Regions from separate parts of the Ovis aries genome. Here region 1 is linked to region 2. Evidence: chromatin contacts called from public Hi-C data. All regions are on one chromosome and are shown on one strand. The core of a region is the stretch at or near the end of the contact, and the rest is flanking DNA. Distances in the headings are between cores, read along the strand shown.

Region 1 (5,702 bases), core at 2,926-5,425, 240 kb after region 2:
TGATTTGATTTAGATTTTGGTTCTCTCATTTCAACAAGTTAATATGCTTCCCATCATCCCCTTCATTAATTTGGCATATCTCCTATATTTTCTCTCATTCCATCCCTTTCCCTTTCCTCTATATCTGAACATATGTTTTTAATATTATTTGAAAAATAAGTTGCCTTCTGAGATACAGTATAACTCTCACTACAGTGTTCTAATCCAGCCCTAGTGCCCCCTTATGCCAACCCTAAGTCCTCTCCAACCCATAGCTAAGACCTTTAGGATAGTTCTACTCACTTTCCTTTTCTACTATTCCCCACATCCCCCTGGATCAGCTGGGACTCCTCCTCTACTCTTTCTCCACAGACCCCAATAGCTGGAAGACCTATTGCCCCCTGGCCTCATGTTTAAAAATCTTCCATTTAAATCAACTGATAGGTCCATCCTTGTTTATTTCATGGACTAGTTGGAGGTGAAAATAAGAAACCTGTGCAAGCACTTAGTGAACTGTGAAATGATGCCCAAATACTAGGGAGGGAGGATGTGTAGGGAAGACCTGGCCAGTCTTGATCACAATGGACAGTTGTGGACAAGGTGGGGTTATAGTCTCTATGCTTCTGTGCCAGCAAGAAAAAGTGCTCCAGCTTTATTACTTAGCACAAAATCACCACTACTTGAGACTGATTTTTCTCAGCTAAGGTATTTTATTAAAGGATTGTTGTTGTTGTTCAGTCGCTAAGTCATGCCCACCTCTTGTGTGACCCCATGGACTGTAGCCCACCAGGCTCCTCTGTCCATGGGATTTCTCAGGCAAGAATACTGGAGTGGGTTGTTGTTTCCTTTTCCAGGGGATCTTCCCAACCCAGGAATCAAACCCACATCTCCTGCACTGGCAAGCAGATTCTTTACCACTGAGCCACAAGGGTAGCCCACTTTTTAAAATTACAGGGTACATGCATTTAATGGACACATTTTAAAAGATGATATCCTAAACTATCAGAACCTATTAACATCTTAGAAAGCTAAATATCTCACAGAAAAGGGACGCTTAGCAGTAAAGTTCTTATAGGATAGGACAGCTTTGAAGTATGGAAAACTGCCTGGAAATAGCTCCATGAAAAGTATCTGAGAGGAGGAGTTATAGGCCAAATACTAAGGGATAAGACAGTATTTAAAAAAAGAAACAGTAAAAGAAGAAGCCAGCACATTTTTGCTTTTTCATAGTGTTGCCTCCTGCCTGTGCTGGTTGAGAAGGTTGTGGTGTTAATGGACTCCAGTCAGGACATAACACTGCACCAGCGCTGCTGTGCAAAAATACAATGAGAACCACGTGTATAATAATAAGGGCTTCCCTGGTGGCTCAGCTGGTAAAGAATCCGCCTGCAACGTGGGAGACCTGGCTTTGATCCCTGGGTTAGGAAGATCCCCTGGAGAAGGGAATGGCTACCCACTCCAGTATTCTGGCCTGGAGAATTCCATGGACTGTGTAGTCCATGGGGTGGCAAAGAGCTGGACATGACTGAGAGACTTTCACACATGTATAATATTAAAATGTTCTAGTAGCCACATTTTTTAAAAAGTAAAATATGAAATTAATTTTAATAACATATTTCATATAACCTAATATATCTACAATATTATTTTAATGTCATCAATATGAAATTATTTTGAAATTATTATTCTTATTTTCTTACTAGGTCTTTGAAATCTACTGTGTATTTTATACTCAGAGTAGATCTCAATTTGGACTAGCCACAGTTCAACAGCTCAATAATCACATGTGGCAAGTGGCTACCTGACTGGGCAGCGCTGCTCTCCAGTGAGGATGGTAAATAGGATGGTAAATACAGCTCAGTCCAGGATGCTTCCACACTCATCCCTGACGGAAATCACCTGACAGCCACAACATCCTTTCTCAATGACCCCTGGTGTGGTGTCCTGATTCTTGTCACCACAGCCTGACAGTCAGGCCTTCCATTAGATCTCGCATCCGGACAAAGGGCAAACCTCAACTGAAGGTCAGTTTCAAGAGGGTGGGACTTTGGTCTGTTTTATTCACAGCTATATCCTAACACTTAGAGCAGTGCCTGAAACATAACGGACATTCAGTAGATACTAATTCAGTAAGTTCTATCTGTTTGCCATTCTCATCATGGAGCTGGTAAACACAGCTCATTTCCAGTAATTATTATTATCTGAGAATAATTTTAAATTAAACCTGAACATTACAGACAGAACATTTTCAAAATTTGTAAACTGAAAGAAAACTGTCAGTTTTAAAATTAAAAAGAACCAATTCCTTTCTTATTTCATTCACTGCACTACTATTAAAAATAAATTTTAACCTTTTCAGATTTTCTAGTAGGTGTTACACTATGCCATAAAAAAGGGAAATCAGCCCAAGACTGTATTTATCACAATGCCTGTAATCTCATTGTTTGCTGTTTGCAGAATATGTGGCTGCAATACTGCATAACAAAATCTAACCCTTTCCAAAGTTCTCTATACTTTCAGTCTGTTTCTTAACAAATTCTCTGAAGAAGCACAGAATCACATAAACAGGTGCATTCAGAGCAATTGGTCATACCATTTGGGTCGAGTCATTGCCTTTCAGAGTATTTTAAAAACGCCCTAATAGAACCTTAATACTTAAGATCATTATCATGGTTATTATCATAACTATTCTTTGTTGAGTGCTTATTACATTCTAAGAAGGAGGCTAAGGATTTCATGTACATTATCTCATTAAAGCATTAAAACAATGCTAGTAGTCACTTGCTTAAAGACATCTAGCTAATACATGAAATAACCAGGATTAAAATCCCACTCAGCCTGACTCTCAAGTCTGGAATCTTGTCCACTGAGTTTGTCCACCCTCCTTATTTTTGCAGTGAGAATACTTAAATTCCCTCAAATCATGTGATTTGTCTAAGACTGTAGAGCTATTAAATGGCAGAGTCAAAACTAAAATCTACATCTCCTCCTCTCAGGACCAGATTCCTTTCTCCATACTATGCAATGTTTGTTCATTAGCACAGCATGGGATCATAACTTATTCAAGACATATACTTAAAATAATTTAAATTAGAATTTGACCTTCACATAGAGAAAACTAGTGATTACGAGTTTTAGTGTATTTTGCCACTAACAGAAAAGTGTTGTTTTCTTTAGTCAGGATGGGGTTTGGGGAAGCAGAATCAAGGCATTAAGAGGGTACATGATCATTGATTCTAGTCCCAAAATAAGCAAATGAAGTGAACCATTATCTATGAGAGTGGTCAGATATTAAAATGTTATTAGTAGAGGGATTCCACTGAAGACCACAGAGAGGCTTGGTTGGAGCTAATGGTGCAGTTGGTAAAGAATCTGCCTGCCAATGCAGGAGATGCAAGTGATGTGGGTTCAATCCCTGGGTTGGGAAGATTCTTTGGAGGAAGAAATGGCAACCCACTCCAGTATTCTGGCTTGGAAAATTTTATCAACAGAGAAGCCTGGTGGACTACAGTCCATGGGAGTCACAAAGAGTTGGACACAACTGAACACAGATTCATACTGTCATACAAGAAGCATGAAATGTGATTTAAAGGGGAGAGAGCTCTCCTGAGTTGCTCAGAGAGTGGAAACTGTCTCTCCAGATCCCTCCTGAGGGCTCTTCCCACACCTTCTCCCCATGTCTTTGAATTTCTAGCACCTGACTGGCTGGGGGCTAGAGGCCCAGGGGAGTGTTCCAGCCCTGGCCTGAAACATTCAGCTCTGGAAAGCAGCAGGTGCTTCTTCAATCTCCATAAGCCCCAGGAGAGCTCAGAACAATGGCCTTCTCAGTCCTGGAAGCCGGGGCGGCTCTCCTCAAGGCCACCTCCCTTCCATTTAAGTCCCTTTTTATTGAAGCCAGTTGAACGCTGCCTCATCCGCATTAAGGGGGCTTGGGCTGCTCCTGGCTACAATTAGATTTTTACGCCACCTGGGCACAGAAACTCACTTCATTTCCAGTGTCCCACCATTCTGTTAGATTTTTTTACTTTGAAGTTCACAATTTTTCATCAGCAAACTATTAGATGAAAGAAAAACTATACGGGTACACGGAAGTAGAAAACAATTCTCGCTGAGTTACACAAGAAAGTCCAGTGCAAGAGACATGGTGACTAGTAATCAACTATGGGAAGCAAGTATCTCAGCTCAAATCCCTGAAATTGTTCCTGTAACTCCCCTTGCTGGCCAACGTGGAGAGTGACAAGAGAAAGAAAATCGTGTGTATACTTCCTGCTCTCCCAGATATTTCTTCCTCTTACTGCGTATCCAAATACCTCAACGTTAGAAAAGACAAAAAAGCCAGGTAGGGAAAAAAAGGTAAGAAAAAAAATCTAGTATGAGGGGACTAAAATCAATAGTTCTGTTTGCTATGTTTTTGAGGGGTCAGGTATTCCAGTGGGAAATGCAGTGACGTAATCACTTTGAAGGAGAAGGAAGTGCCTTCCTCGGTATGAAAACTACATGCCATTCACCCTCACTTATCTCATAAAAAAGAACATAAGTTACGCTGGACAAGATTTATATCTATAGCACCAGGGAGTCTAGCTTTTTCAAACCCATGACATCCAGCTAATCTCAAGGTAGTGGGTGAAAATGAATTATATTTATTGAATCTGGCACTAATCATGATGAATCACAAACACAAGAGTACCATGAATTCAGTTATCTCATTGAAAAGACATTTTTAATTCAGACAGAAAATTCCGGTAACATATACATATTGAGAAATAACATTGGCATTACACTCAATGTATTCAATCTTAGGGAAAGGTGGCATGGCAAATGTAGTCACCAAGTACATAGCTTTTTGACAGTTATACTCTTATTTTTATTTTCTTCTTTAAAATTTCTTTTTCTGAGGTCAGAGGTGAGCAGGTGCCTGACCAATAGGGCCCTCTTGTCTGTCACATGTAGGAATGTGACCCAGAGCCCAACACAGTCTTCCAGAGTGAGGGACATCCCAGGAAGGGCTGCTCCCCACAACCCCTTCTCCACCACACAGAGTGGCCTGCCCTGCATCTGCCTGCGTCCTGGTGACATCTAAGTGACAAAACATGCAAATACAGGAAATCCTCACCACTCAGTCAAGGTCACTTGGTTTGAATCTAGACAGTTATACTCTTTAGTATGTTTTGGAAGATATAAACAGGTGTCAGCTAGGACAATCCATTGTCATTTGATATTTAATTTATATTTCATATGCCCTGAGTCTTGTCTTATGATAGCTGGTTTGTTCTTTTTTGAGGTTCTGCCAGTTAACAGTCCCATCACTAAGTCAGCTTCTGGTCATATCCCATAAACAATAATCCAGAAAGGATTTTCCTGCTGGTGGTTAAATTATTGTAAGAAAATAAGCTATTTGAAGGTGATTTAGAAATTTCACATTAACTCTTTGAAGTTCTTCCATATTACTTAATACTTTTACGTTCTAATAATTTGCAAAATGATGTCCTCATGATTATTGCTCCTCTAGAGTGATTGTATATAGGACAGGTATCAGTCATTGTTCACCGGTGATATGCATCAAAATGATGAGCAAAGATTCCCAAATATCTGATCATCCCCCCTAAAATGGTAAGAATCTGCCTATCCCTGCTTCAGTTTATTTATCCTGTGTGGTTAATAATGCTGTTAGGCTGTTCCAGTGACACTGGGAACTGCAATCTTTAACATATGATGTCTAAAAT
Region 2 (6,018 bases), core at 2,887-5,386:
ACAGCACACCGAACAAATCCCAAACCACAAGACCCCGACGCCAGCTTCCGTGCAGACTGATAGAAGACAGAAACAGCCTGCAATCCAGAACGTAATCGTGAAGCCTGAAATTTGGGCCCAACCACAACTGTGACCACTCAGCAAAGACCAAAGTTCACAAGTTTCCCAGTAAAGAGGAATTCGAATTGAGCAGAATTCCACTAGGTAATGCTTGTAGGTTACTGTATGTATTTATAGTCAGGACACAGTAATAACTACCTTGTGAGTCATTTGCAACCCAAGACTGCTGCTGGGGTTCACAAGCCTAGCTGTTTCAGCATTACTGAGGAGGTGGGACAAAATATGGATTCTAGAACGCCAGCCCAGTTCTGCTGAATTGGAGTCTTCTGGGGTTTGAATCTAGAATCTCTGTTTTATAAACATGTCTCCTCGATAATTCTTATCCAGTTAGATACAAGACATCCCCGGCCTGAGTTTTTATGCTTATGGATTGATGAGGTGTTTGATATTCACTGCTTCACAAAGAATAGCTTCAACAAGATTATTTTTCCTGTTTAGGAAAATGATATATAGTATAGGTATTCCCTGTGTGCTACATATTGCAGAAACAAAGAAATATATACAAGATGTGGCTCTTGGTCTGAAAATACTTTAACTGGGGAGACAGAACATAGAACTTGACTGGTAGTCAAGTAGCCAATATTGAGACGTACAGGACAGATGGTTTCCCAGGTGAGGAAAGGTTCTAGAGAAAAAAAACATAGAGGAGAACACTATGAGTAAAGGTGGGGAAGGAGGATGGAATGGTAAAGCTGGATTGGGAGGAGAAATGGGAATAGTTGGATATGGTTGGGAGAGTTTTGTAAAGTTTCATAAACCTTTATAGACATTTCTGTCTCTCTACAGGCACTCACATATATATATATACGCATACATATATACCTATGGATACACTCAGAGAGAGAGATGGAGGGGAGGAAGGGGGCAGAACTTTAAAAAATCTTTACTGGACTATAATCTGGAATGCAAAAATTACAATCTGGCATGAACTATCCCCTGGGACTCCATGTGTCATCTCAGTAACAATACGTACATGAATTAAAAATTATCCTATGTCATTAAAAAAAAAATAGGATGTATAACGACACTGTGAGAAATTACATATGTCATTTTTGGATATTGCTTCCTATCTTTAATATAGTGGCAATTTTAGGATAGTACAATTCTTATCTAACATTTTCCTGTCCTGTCATGATTTATCTTACAAAAATATTTCTATCACTCAGACCCATAGTTCTAGCAGAAAGCCAGGCACAGTGTCAGTGCTCCTGCGGAGTATTAAGTGAATCCATGATACATGAGACCTCACACAAACACTGCAACAAGAAGCCTACCTGGAAAGGCGGCGGCGTGGATACCGCAGGGATGACCGCAGCGGCAGCCGCGGCGGCCGCAGCAGCACTGGCTGGGTCAGGCTGCACAGCGATGGGGCTGATCATGTGCTCCATTGTGTGGATTTTACCATCTTCAATCATTTTAGGGGCCGGAGCTGCCTGAAACATGGAATACTGGGCGCCGATGGCAGGGATGGCCACTGCAAGAGAAGGAAAAGGGAAGCACAGGTCACTGAGGGAAGCGCCATCACTTCCTCAATATTTTCAAAAACAAGTTTAGCAGCCAGGGGCTCTGCCTGCAAACGAATGCTCTCTCACTACAGGTGCTATCCAAGAGGGGAGGTGGAGGTACCCTATATCCTGCTGGACTTTCAAAAGGAACCATGTGGCAATGGGTGGGATCTCCCCACAGATCCTCAGGGTAGGCAAGCCTACAGTTAAGTGTCTGTGCCCACATTTTCTACTGCTAACAGAATTTGGAACAGAATAGCATTTAGACTCGTATTCTTGAGGTCCTACAGAGCAAGAAAGGGCCTTGCAGTTTTGAGAAAACAGGCTCAGAATAAGAAGTGAGAGCAGAGGCTTGAGGCCCAAGAGTGTGAGAAGAGCCTGCCAGTTCCTTATCACCTATCTTACTCAGTACCAGCCCCACTGCCCTTTTTCACTTTCACCACGTTTTAAAGAGCAGGTGCTACTGAGAGTTTCATTCTGAGAACTCAGAGGTCAGTGTATATCCTCCCCGACCTGCCAATGCAAAGACATGTTTCTGTGAATAAAGTTCAAAGGACTCATTTCAACCAGAGGATCAGACAGATCACAGTGTTCGAATGTCAATGTATGATGCTGCTGCTGCTGCTGCTACGTTGCTTCAGTCATGTCTGGCTCTTTGCAACCCTATGGACTGTACAGCCTGCCAGGCTCCTCTGTCCAAGGGATTCTCCAGGCAAGAATATTGGAGTGGGCTGCCATGCCCTTCTCCAATGTATGATAAGGAGAGGTAAAAAGACAAAAAAAAAAAAAAAAAAAAAAGGCCCTGATTTGGGGGAGGTTGTGTGAGCGTGTGTTGTATGTTTTGAGGATGGTAAGAATATTGAAATGCACACAACAGAGTATACTTTCACTTATTTCTATTCTCCAACTGTAGGTAATTTTTTCAAATAAAAGCCGATTTGATATAAGGTAAAAAGAAATGCTTGCATGCTGTGTGCTCAGTTGCTTCATTCGTGTCTAACTCTTGGTGACACTGGACTGTAACCCACCCAGCTTCTCTGTCCATGAGATTCTCTAGGCAAGAATACTGGAGTGGGTTGCCCTCCCCAGGGGATCTTCCCGACTCAGGGATCAAAGCCATGTCTCCTGCTTTGCACGTAGATTCTTTACCAGTGAGCCACTGTGGAAGCCCAAAGAGAAGTGATTGTAGGCTAAACAATGGTACAGTCATTCAATGAAATATATCTAAAATCTAAACCAGATCTTTTACCTGCCTTTCCATCTATGTGATCTTGTGCCTAGATACTTCACCATTGCCTGGTGTTCCTCCTAAAATTACAGAGTTCTAATTTTCTGAATGAATCAGAAACAGAGGTCAAGGGGACAGGGCCCAGAAAGGGCTATAAGTTTGAGCTACATCTGAGTTGTACTAAGCAACTCCGGATTGTTCTGGCTACCAGCCAAAGGAATTTCTACCCCATGCCTCAGAACACAATTACATGCTTAAAGATCTTTGAGTTCTTTTCTCTGGGCTTCCCTGGTGGCTCAGCTGGTAAAGAATTTGCCTGCAATGTGGGAAACCTGGGTTGGGAAGATTCCCTGGAGAAGGGAAAGGTTACTCACTGCCGTATTCTGGTCTGGAGAATTCCATGGACAGTCCATGGGTTTGCAAAGAGTTGGACATGACTGAGTGACTTTTCTTTTCTCTAGTTAAATCTTAAACTACTGCCAACGGGAATACTTTTCCCAACAAGTCGAAGAGACAACTCCTGTATCCAGGCTCTGCTTTATGGAATTAGAGAGAAACAGGATCAGTTTTATATTGTTTGATGCATCAATGACATTTCCTAGGAAATCCAGTCTAAGGAGTCACTTAACTGCAGAAGTGGCAGAATTTTTTTCACAGGCATTAAAAAAAAAAAAAAAATCACTGGATTACTTCAAAAGGAAGCTCTACTGAGAAAAGGCCTTGTAAGCCCCTATGTGGTCAATGCCAACCTACACTCCTTATACACAGCTCCCTTGAAATTGTTTTAGCCAGACGAAGGAGTACAGTCCTAGCCAACACGAAGTCAGGAGCTGAGCTTCGAAGTGCAGATGCTCTCAAAGAGCTCTTCAACCTACCCTCCATGAGACTGGGAGAAGGTCTGGAGGAGTATCACGATGGAATTTCCCATGTGTTTGGGTGCTTGTGTGGTGTGTGCACTCAGGGGGTTTGTGCCGTGCTCACACTGCGCAGTTCAATAAAGCTCCCTGCAGCTTAGGATCAGAAAAAAGACCTGTCTCAGATGACTGACGGCATTAACAACGTTGGAAAACTGGTTTGTGGGGCCTGGAGGATGGAAGCAAAGTTCAAGGTCCTTCGCTTCAACTACTTGAGTGCCCCTCTACCCTCAATCTACTGATCCAGCAAGAGGCGGAAATGAGAGCTGGGAATTAGCTGCAGAAAGTTTCTCTGCTGCCTTACTCCCAGGTGTTCTGGTTGGTTAAGACCACGATAAGGGACAGCAGCGTTATTTACTCCTGAAGGGGAATTTCCCAACAACTCTCAGAACTGGCAGAGTTGCACCTTCTGGCTTCTGATGACTGGGGTCAAAACAGGCTTGAGTAAGGGATAGAAAGCTTTTAGCTGGTAGAAGATACAGAAGAGCCTCACATTTTTCTACCCCCGCACCCCTCACCCCAACCTCCCTAACTGAGAACCTGCCTAATTGAGAAAAAGTCTAACAACTGGCAACAGCCATTTGGGAAACCCACTATAAGAAAGTTTGACTTGAACATCGTCAAAATTAGACCATCCCCCAAGCTCTAGATAAGAAGGCCCAGGAGGCCACGATCCTTGCCTAATCTCTGCCTGCCTTTGAGAAGAGGAACCCACATGCAGATGAAAGTGCCGAGGAAGTCAGCTCAAAGAGAGAGAGTTGGGGTTCAGGCTGAATAAATGCATTCTCACTCTGGTTTATACTGACCTGTACCAGGCTTAATGGCAACTGGGTTGACAGCAGAGATTTCCAAATTCGGTACAAGTTCATATCCTTTTTCTTGCTGTTTTCCTTTTCCTTCATGATATCGGCTATATATACCACGGCCAGCAGAATATCCCCCAAGGTAGGAACCCCTGGGGCCCGGGGCTCTGTTGCCAGCTGCACCTCGACCCCGGCCTCTTATGCTGCCTGCTTATAATAACAACACAAAAAATGATGAGCTACCAACAGCAACTGTACAGGAGGTGGATCTTAACCCAAGGTTCTTGGCACTTTGGTATATGTCCTGGCTCTAAGCTACAGGTGGCTACACCTCTGCTCTTTAGTGAGCTCGGAAGATGCTTCAGACTTTCTGGCTCCAGCCTAGATGCATCCTAAGATGTCTGCTTAGTACACAAGATGAACTTGAAGGGTGAGTTCCTAGGATTGAAACTGCCACTCCAATAAATAAAAATTTTCTAAGATGGTCACACAAGTAGATGTAGAAGGGGAAGTGCTAGTTCATCTTCCTCATTTTAGGCGTGAGAAAACAGGCTTCGGGAGCTTAAAGGGGCTGACTAAAGTCACAGAGCCGGTTAATCAGACGGCAGGACACAGAACCCAAGTATTTTGCTTTCCAGTGTAATGCCTGCTTTCAGTACAGGCTAGTCAGTGACTAAGAACAACAAAACAACACAAACAAACCCAACAATACTGTGCCCTTCACTCCCCAACATCTAAAGGTTTAATTTCACAAGTAGGCTTTAACCTAAGAACCCAGAGACTTGCCGTCTAACCCCACGTTGGATAAACGCCCTGGGAGGGCAGAACGCAAGAAAAGCTTGCATGCTGCACGCGATGGGTAACGTTACCTCACGCTGTATATATGAACCATCTACATTTTCCTCGATGCTGTAGCAGTGACTGCCCCAATGAGGGTTAGTAGGAGGGGTCGCCGTCCACCAGCTCAGTAAATGACAGCCACCACGCCCCAAAGGGCATCCATCTGGCAGATGCGTCCCCCCCACTCCCGCCCACGTAGGCGAGGAACCCCCACTAACCTTTCACGAAGTAGTCCCTGTTGGGCCCGATGAGCGCGTTGTAGGGGTAGCCGTAGTAGGCTAGCGTGTAGGGGTCACAGGAATACACGTAGCTGGGCTGCTGCACCACTGCTGCCTCGGCTGCGCCGCCACCCTTGGCTGCCTTCTGGTAGCGGGAGTACTGCTCCTTGTCGACGGGCTTGGCCAGCGTCACCTCGAGGCACGAGCCCTCCAGCTCGGTGCCGTTGAGGTTGTTCATGGCGTGCACGGCGTCCTCGCGGCTGGCGAAGTGCACGAAGGCATAGTCGCGGATCTTCTTGACGCGCTCCACGCAGCCCGGGTTGAACTGGCCGAAGCTCTTCTTGATGGTGTCCTCGGTGGTCTCGATCATGAGGTTGCGCACGTAGAGGA

The links. A called contact is a pair of places that touch in the nucleus more often than the background predicts.
Region 1: a Hi-C map of mixed tissues shows a contact between it and region 2, with 4 times the contacts expected there. The contact joins two enhancer-like sites.

Annotation. Positions count from the first base shown.
Region 1 is chr6:60,359,611-60,365,312 of ARS-UI_Ramb_v3.0, forward strand. No RefSeq gene overlaps it. Among named protein-coding and RNA genes, the nearest start is that of NSUN7, 17 kb to the right of the region's middle. Within about 2 kb of position 4,176, at least 10 of the 54 cell types and tissues checked have an H3K27ac peak or open chromatin away from gene starts, as enhancers often do.
Region 2 is chr6:60,117,690-60,123,707 of ARS-UI_Ramb_v3.0, forward strand. RBM47 (RNA binding motif protein 47) reads right to left here. Exons shown (of 8, transcript XM_060416994.1): 5 at 5,629-6,018; 6 at 4,574-4,780; 7 at 1,395-1,594. Among named protein-coding and RNA genes, the nearest start is that of CHRNA9, 70 kb to the left of the region's middle. Within about 2 kb of position 4,137, at least 5 of the 54 cell types and tissues checked have an H3K27ac peak or open chromatin away from gene starts, as enhancers often do.